Linked DNA regions of Zea mays: region 1 is linked to region 2. A link is a contact called in public Hi-C data. All regions are on one chromosome and are shown on one strand. Each heading gives the region's core, a stretch centred on a gene start, on an enhancer-like site or on the middle of the called end of the contact. The rest is flanking DNA. Distances are from core to core; before and after follow the strand shown.

Region 1 (4,016 bases), core at 82-2,581, 640 kb after region 2:
CTTCTTGATAGTTGGTACGCGAACAACGGAAACTAAATAAAACCAAACCGAAGAGCCGAATCGGGGACAATAAAGGTGAAAAAGAACGGCAGGATGTATATACAATCCGATGAGAAGAGTAGGAAACCAAGCATACAGGGAAGTACCATGGTACTGGCAGCGGAACAAGAGGTTCTCGAGGACCTTGAGGCAGGTCGGGTCGTCGTCGACGGCGAGCACGCGCATGCCGACGGGGAACTGGTCCTTAGGCCGTGGCCGCCGCTGGCCCTTGCCTGCAGCTTCAGCTCGTCGACGGTCATCTCCGGTGGCTCCGACTCGGCAAATCCAACAGCAGCGAAAGCCGCAGAACCAAGAAACCAAGCACCCGGATCACCCAAGGTCCCTCCTGTACGTACGCAGGTAGTAGGCAGGAAGGCAGGCTCACAAGGGCGGTTGTCTGGATCCTAGAAATCCAAGAAACGGCGGGGAAAGGCGGGAGGTCGAAGCAGGGGAGGAGAGGGAGAGCAGCACCAGGAGAACGCAGACAGAGAGAGAGGGGCAGGCAGCAGCACTCACTCACGAGACCGTCCACCGCGATGCGCTCTCTTGCCCGTGCCCTCGTCCTCCCCTTCCCCCTCCACCTCCGCGACGCCCGCAGTAACCTCGCCACGCCACATTGCGTGCGAGCACCAACCGTGGTGAGCACGGATCGAACGTCGAGGCGGGACGATGACGGCTAGCAACGCCGCGTCCATCACCGGCGCCGCCACGCACGGCGCGACGGGGTCCGATGGGGGCATGGTGGTGAGGTCGAGGGGGAGCCAGCAGATTGGGCTCCAGTACGGCGACGACTGTCGGCAGTCGCAGACTCACGCGCACAAAGCGTCATGGGAGAGGGCGTCACGGGGGAGGGTGGTGGGGGCGGACAGCGGTTGTCTCGCGGAGTCGCGGCCATCGCGTGGGGGTGACAGGATGGGCGACGTGCGGGGCGAGTTGGGGCACGGTATTGCATCTGCTTGCCGGCCATGGCCGTCGTCGAGGTCGTGGGATCGGAGGTTTCGTGTGGTGCGGTGAGCCATGGGGGTTACGCGGGGGAGGGGCATCGGGGGTGGAGACAGAATCGGGAATGAGAATAGGAATGAGAACGGTAGAAACAGGAATGAGAATGGCAGAATCAGTAATGGCAGCCTACCTCTTACCTTCTTCATAGTAGTAAAGATATCTTGGTGAGTCCTCTGTATGCTTGCGCTAGTGTAGTTCCTTGTTAGGCGACATATCTGACTGAATTTTGTTGTTTCTTGCAAGTTACTTTCACCGTTTTTTTCTTGCATTGTTGATCTTGGTCGATTGGCGTTTCCATTGCATTTTCTTGTGTTGGGTTGTCGATGGTTGATCGGGCGTCGTGTTCTTATTGCAGTTCCTGGACAGAGGGGGCCCACGGATGGGAATGGGATCAGCATAGAGCCGTGGTGGCGCAGCCCACGATGCAATTTCCTCAGTACCCTCCGTATTTTGTTTCAGGTGAGTCCTCTACTCCTCTATAGTATTATTTGCGACTTGTTTCTTGCAATCTCATCTTTTTATGCGTTGTATGGTTGATCACCATTCCCATTATATGTTTCTGTTGGATTGGGTCGTCTGGTTGATCGGGCGTCATCTTCTTGTTCGTTCAGTGCTTCCGTTCACTGCTGCAGTTCTTGGGTAGGGTGCCACCAGCTGGGATCAGCATGCGGCCATGGTGGCGCAGTCCACGATGGCACGATGCGACCCCCTTACTACCTTGTGCCCGGTGGTGTAGCGGTGGCACAGCCAATGCCATACCAGCCGACATAGTTGCAGCATCGGTATCAGATCTTAGAGGGTGTGCAGCATCAGCGGTAACAGATCCTGGGGGCTGCAGACCAGCAGGCTCAGCTCCAGCATCAACAACAGCTCTGGGAGGTTACACAGCAGGAGTCTCAGTTCCACCACCACCACCAGCAGCAGAGGGCTGACGGGGTTCCACAATTGATCATCAACAATATCTAGCAGGACATGATGACGGAGATGTGTGCACTGATTGGCACACTACTGGATGCAGCTGCAGAGGAAGGATCAGACAAACAATTGCGCTACATTGGACTGGACTCCGAATTCTGTGTGCCCGATGGCGTAACTGGAGAGCCTTTGGAGCCCAGCACATCTGACGCACACTATAGGCAAGTCCTGGCATATGTGAATGGAGGTAATCTGGTTCAGCTTGGACTGGTGTTTGTAGATGCTCGATTCAACATCATCGGAGGGCGAGCTTTTTAGTTCAATTAGGGATGGTAACGGGTCGGGTCGGGTCGGATATTGGAAATATCCGCCCGTAGTCAAATCCACAGTCATAGACAATATCCGCCCGCGACTATACCTGCGGGTAGAAATTCATATCTATATCCATGTCCATCGGGTTTTGGATATCCATTAGATATCTATCGGATATGAAAAAGAACCATTTTCAGCAATTGAATAACATAATTAATCAAATTTCTTCCCAATTCAACATCATACACAACTTAAAATTTAATAAAAAATTTAAAGAAATATACATGTCCTTCAACAAGCAACATTCTTAACATGACAAAAATACATGTCTACATGTCTCAACATGAAAACAAATAGATGACAACAAATACATGTCTACTTTTGGTCTTCAACCTTTTGCCTTCTGATTCTGATCCGAGTGTAGTGTTGAGCACTTGAGCTAGCGCTATAGTAGCTATGTTTGAATTTTTTTAGTCAATGATAGTAGAATCATGTTCATCCTGGCAAACAACAAAATAGCTAAATGGTTAAATCAATGATCAGATTCGATAAATGGTTAAATCAATGTTCATCCTGGTGGAATCATGATCATGTTCATCCCGTGGGCGTCATGCTCCTGCTGGGCGACGCGTCGTGCTCCTGCTGGCCGCCTGGGGGCTGAGCCGCTGGGGCGAGGAGCCAGGAACGTCGAACGCAAGGCTGCAGCCTGCTGCCTGCACGTGCTCGGTGGCTGGGGGCTGGGCAGGGGATGACCGAATGAGGGTTGAGGGGATTAGGGTTTGGGTTGGGCGTTTGGCACTTTGGCTGAATGGTGCCTTGGTGGGCTGGCGGCTGGGCTCAATGGTGGGTTGGCGATTTGTTCATTGGTGCCCATGTGTGGGCCAACAGTAATGGTTAATTTCGGATATCCAACGGATTACCCGCGGGTGATGTTTAATATCCAAATCCATGCCCACTTTATCTCGGATCGGATACGAGTCTAACCCATGGGTCAAAAAACATATCCATATCCTGATCCGTCGAGTCAGATATCCGACGGATATCCAAATCCATGGATTAAATTGCCATCCCTAAGTTCAATGCAAGGTTTGACCGAGCCTAGAGATCCCAGACCACCCGGGGGTGACTTTCTTGAGAGCACATGACCTTTCACTGGAGGAGCATGCAGAGAGATGGGTGGAGTTGGAGAGCCTTGAGAAGACGTTGTTGCATGGATTGCTATTCTGTGATAATCTGAACTTGGTTACCTATGTGTGCTGTAACGACTTAGGATTTCTAGTGTGTTTGGTCACCGGTTGTCAACTGCTTGCCAGCCGACTGCAGTATCTTTGTGAGATCATGAGGCTAGAAATAGAAGCTTGACATGTAGATAGATCACAAGCAAGCCTTTCATTCTTCTTAATTTCTAAAGCAAGGGGTTTTTGTACTTTAACAACTTTATCATGTTCCTCATAAAGCAAATCCTCTTGCTTTTCTAGCAATCTATCCTTTTCATTAAGAGAATCAATCAATTCATTAATTTTATCTACTTTAGACCTATCCAAGCCCTTAAAAAGATCGATATAATCAACATCATCATTAGACTCCTCATCACTAGAAGAAGTGTACTTAGGAGTGTCATGTGTACGTACTTTCTTCTCCTTAGCCATGAGGCATGTATGTCGTTCGTTGGGGAAGAGGGAGGACTTGTTGAAGGCGGAGACGGCGAGTCCTTCGTTGTCGGAGTCGGATGAAGAGCATCCGAGTCC
Region 2 (3,721 bases), core at 435-2,934:
GTGTCATCATCATCATCATCATCATCCGAGCTAGCATCCGAATCCCATTCAACTAGGTAGGCTTTACCATCTTTCTTCTTCTTGTAGAATTTCTTCTTCTTCCGAGCTATCATAGAAAGACAAAGACAAAAGGGGAAAGGGAAGGAAGCAGCAGATCAACAAGTGAAGCATTCAAAATAAAGAACTTCTAGAGTTGATTAGTGAAGGCCAAGTTTTTGAAGCAATAGAACATCCTGATGGGCCGATCAACCAGGGATATGGACCCAACTGAAAGACGTACTCATGCTAAGGTTGTAAAGATGGTCAAAAAGAACTTGGCCTGGTAGATGACGAAGAAGAGGATCCGGAAGCAGAACTTGAAGAGAAGGAAAATTAGATTTATGTAGTCTTTAAATCATCATGTAATTATATTTTAATTATTATACACTTTATAATTTTTAATTCGACAAAAAATATTATGTTGTGTGATTTCTGATCATTGAAATAAATCTGCGTGAGTTAATTAATTTTAAAATAAAAAAGTTGGTGTGGCTATAGACTGAGGATGTAGCCTGCTGCAGACTATACATTGGAGTAGCAGGGACGAGAGTGGAGTTGAGAGTTAATGTGGCAGAGGTGAGAGGGGGATGGTTAGAGCTAGAAACGAGTAGAACCGAGCTCGGCTCGTCTACAACACGAGCTCAAGGATGAGGCTCGCCTTGGCTCAAAGTTCGATCGTGTGCTGGCTTGGCTCGGTGCGAGCCACACTTTGATAAATATAATTATATTATATATTAAATTAATATTATTTAAATATGAAATATAATATCATTATTCAATATTATAAGCAATTGAAAATTTTAATTGTTATCTATTTTATCATTAAAGTCTAAGAAATGAATCGATAATCCATTATGATTTTATAGATTAATTAATTCAGTACAGTTGACGCAGTCAGAACAACTGATTCTATAAATTAATTAATTCAGTATAATTGACGCAGTCAGAACAACTCGGCTCATTCCCCGACGAGCCTAAAATTTAGGTTCGACTCTTCTTGAGACTCGCGAGTCGGTTCAATCTCGAGCCAGCTCACGAGCCTCAAACTTATTTTTTAGTCCTAGATGGTGCACTAGAACTTCATTAGGTCTGAACTTCATTAGGTCTGTGACTCCGTATAATATGTACTAAGAGTTATATTCTTTGTTTTTTTATTTATTACGTTTTAGTTTAAAAATAAAATAACCGATGATAAATGGCAACGATTAATATGCAAGCAGCCATTATGTGCAAGCGTACAAGCAGATCTTTTAGTCCGTTAGATCTTGATCTAACTGTATGCTATATTTAGCATTTAAATCCTCTCACTACCATCTCGTGTAGTTTTATAAAAAAAACCCTAACAAACCACGGTTACACATACGGCTGGATCTAGATCTAACGGATCAAAAAAGCTGTTTACACACTTGCACATAGTAACTGCTTGCATAATAGTCGTTGCCATGATAAATAGCCCAGAACTGATGTTGTTTGGAGCGATGAAATGAAAAGAATAGAGAGAGGCAACCATACCAAAACGCATGGCGAGGAGGAACGGCTGACACACAATTTCTCAGGACTCAGGAGGGACGAGCAGAGTTTCAACTCTGGAAAGAGGAAAGTGAAGGCGGCCGAAACCGAAAACCAACCACACCACCCAGTAGAAGTCGCTGATCGTGGCGGAGAGGGACAACCACACACAGTTCCCTCAGCCTCTGGCGGCAGAGGCTGAGCCGGGGAGGCGCCTCCCTCTCCCCTCCCTCGCCTCCTACTCTCCTGTCTTTCTCCAATGGCGGCGATTACCGCGCCGCCGGCCCCTCATCCGGCCTCCACCTCATGCCGCCGCCGCGCGCCACTCATCCGCTTCGCCGCCTCCTCGTCCCCGTCCTCCCGCTTCCGCCCATCCTCCTCCTCCTCCTTCCCGGGCGCAGCCGGCAGCAGCAGCGGCGGCGGGGGCGAGATCCTCCACGTCTCGCCGCTTCCCCCGCCCGCCGCGCCCCCGGGGGCCCCCGTCTACGTCACGCTCCCAGCCGACGTCGTCGGCCCGGGGGGCCGCGTCGCGCGCCGCCGAGCCATGGGGGCCTCGCTCGCCGCCCTTGCCGCCGCCGGCGTCGCGGGCATCGCCGTCGAGCTCTGGTGGGGCGTCATCGAGCGCCACCGCCCCGGGGAGTACGACTGGGCCGGCTACCTCGAGCTCGCCGCCATGGCCCGACGCCACGGCCTCCGCGTGCGCGCCATCCTCGCCTTCCACCAGTGCGGCGCCGGACCACATGACCCGCCCTGGTGCGTCTCTCCACCCCTTGCCTTCATCATCAGCTCCTACGAAGATCCCTCTTTTTTTCTCCCCCGTCCCACCCTCTGCTATGCTCTTCACTTCCTTTTGTTAGGTTCAACTATACGTACAGTAGTACACGTATATGCTTCAGAGTTGAACACATGTGGACGGGGTGCATGTGGAAACTCACTTCTTTGGAACAAATTGTAGATAAAAAAGGCTGCATTTATACTTCTCGGTGGTATAATGCTATGCGCAGTTGTTAATTGCTAATGTCTATGGGCCATGCAAGTATGGTCAGCTCATCATTTAAACTTAAATTCACATCGTGGTGGAGTTGAACACATCTGCTGACTGCTGCCCAACTTGAAGATTGATGACCAATTCAATTCATAACTATTTTGCTAGGTTGTGTAACTATTTGTGTGGCGATCTGGTTTCTCTTCAGAATTGACCGAATTTATTGGTAATTGTGGTTATATCATTAGCTACACGCGACATGCACTTTTGCGGTGCTATGTGGCACAGAGCATTTAGTAAAAAAATTCCATTATTTGTCGACGCTCACGATCTATGATTTGTTATTTTAGCTCATGATGTATGTAATGCAATGCCTATAAAATAGTTGGATTTTATTTACTGCTATCGTTTAGCACTGGTATTCTATACACCGCTAAATGGTAATGAGCATGCTTGCTCATGGATTCCCTATCTAAACATCACAGATTGCCATGCTAAGCATGACCGCATTGCACTGATACCGCTCGCATTACATTGAAGAGAAGTGCTTCCCTTACACACGTGTGCACCCAACAATAAGGCTACAATTAAGGTCTAAAGCAGAGAAATCTAAAAAAACTCGACCTACGGGGTATGGCAGCCCCCGAGTATTGCACTATTAAGACCTTTTCACGCAGTTCGAGAAAACCGCTGAACCATACCCTACCCATACACAAAGGCATCATAGCCCATGTGAGAATGACCATGACCAGAGCCGGATCTTAGACCTGTGCTAGTATGGGGCAAACAAGGATTTTTTTTTAACTCTAGCCTGAAATTCGCTCTCACGAGAAGTCAAACTCAGGACATGAGAAGTGCTACATTAAGACCACCTAACCAACTCAGTCAGAGGCCTTTTCGAGAAGTAGATGAATCTAGTGGAGAGGGAGGGAGACTGATAACCGTTGTAAATTTTGCTGTTTGAGCTCAACTCAACTGCTCAAGTCATTAGGGTCCACTTCAATATGATCATGTGAAGCCTAAATGAATTTTTGTAACTTGTATCTGAGCATTTTAAGTTTTTAACCAATGGATTGCCTCAAAACATCATTCTCTTTTATATCAGATGTGCTGGTAACAATTCCTTCCCAAAATGACAGCTACAGTTAAATTGGAACATTTATTCGTATGATCTACCAAGTAATGTGA

The links. A called contact is a pair of places that touch in the nucleus more often than the background predicts.
Region 1: a contact with region 2 is called in a Hi-C map of ear, with 2.2 times the contacts expected there. The contact joins the promoter of LOC103635029 here to the promoter of LOC100194176 in region 2. A contact is called at or near these places in 3 of 25 Hi-C or Micro-C datasets (ear, leaf mesophyll and tassel).

The regions. Positions count from the first base shown.
Region 1 is chr8:30,715,229-30,719,244 of Zm-B73-REFERENCE-NAM-5.0, forward strand. It overlaps LOC103635029, which reads right to left and starts at 1,332. Exons shown (of 14, transcript XR_004851935.1): 1 at 1,179-1,332. It overlaps LOC100381574, which reads left to right. Exons shown (of 4, transcript XR_002264656.2): 3 at 1,397-1,500.
Region 2 is chr8:30,071,518-30,075,238 of Zm-B73-REFERENCE-NAM-5.0, forward strand. It overlaps LOC100194176 (Beta-amylase 3 chloroplastic), which reads left to right and starts at 1,685. Exons shown (of 4, transcript NM_001139224.1): 1 at 1,685-2,301. The coding sequence starts at 1,808.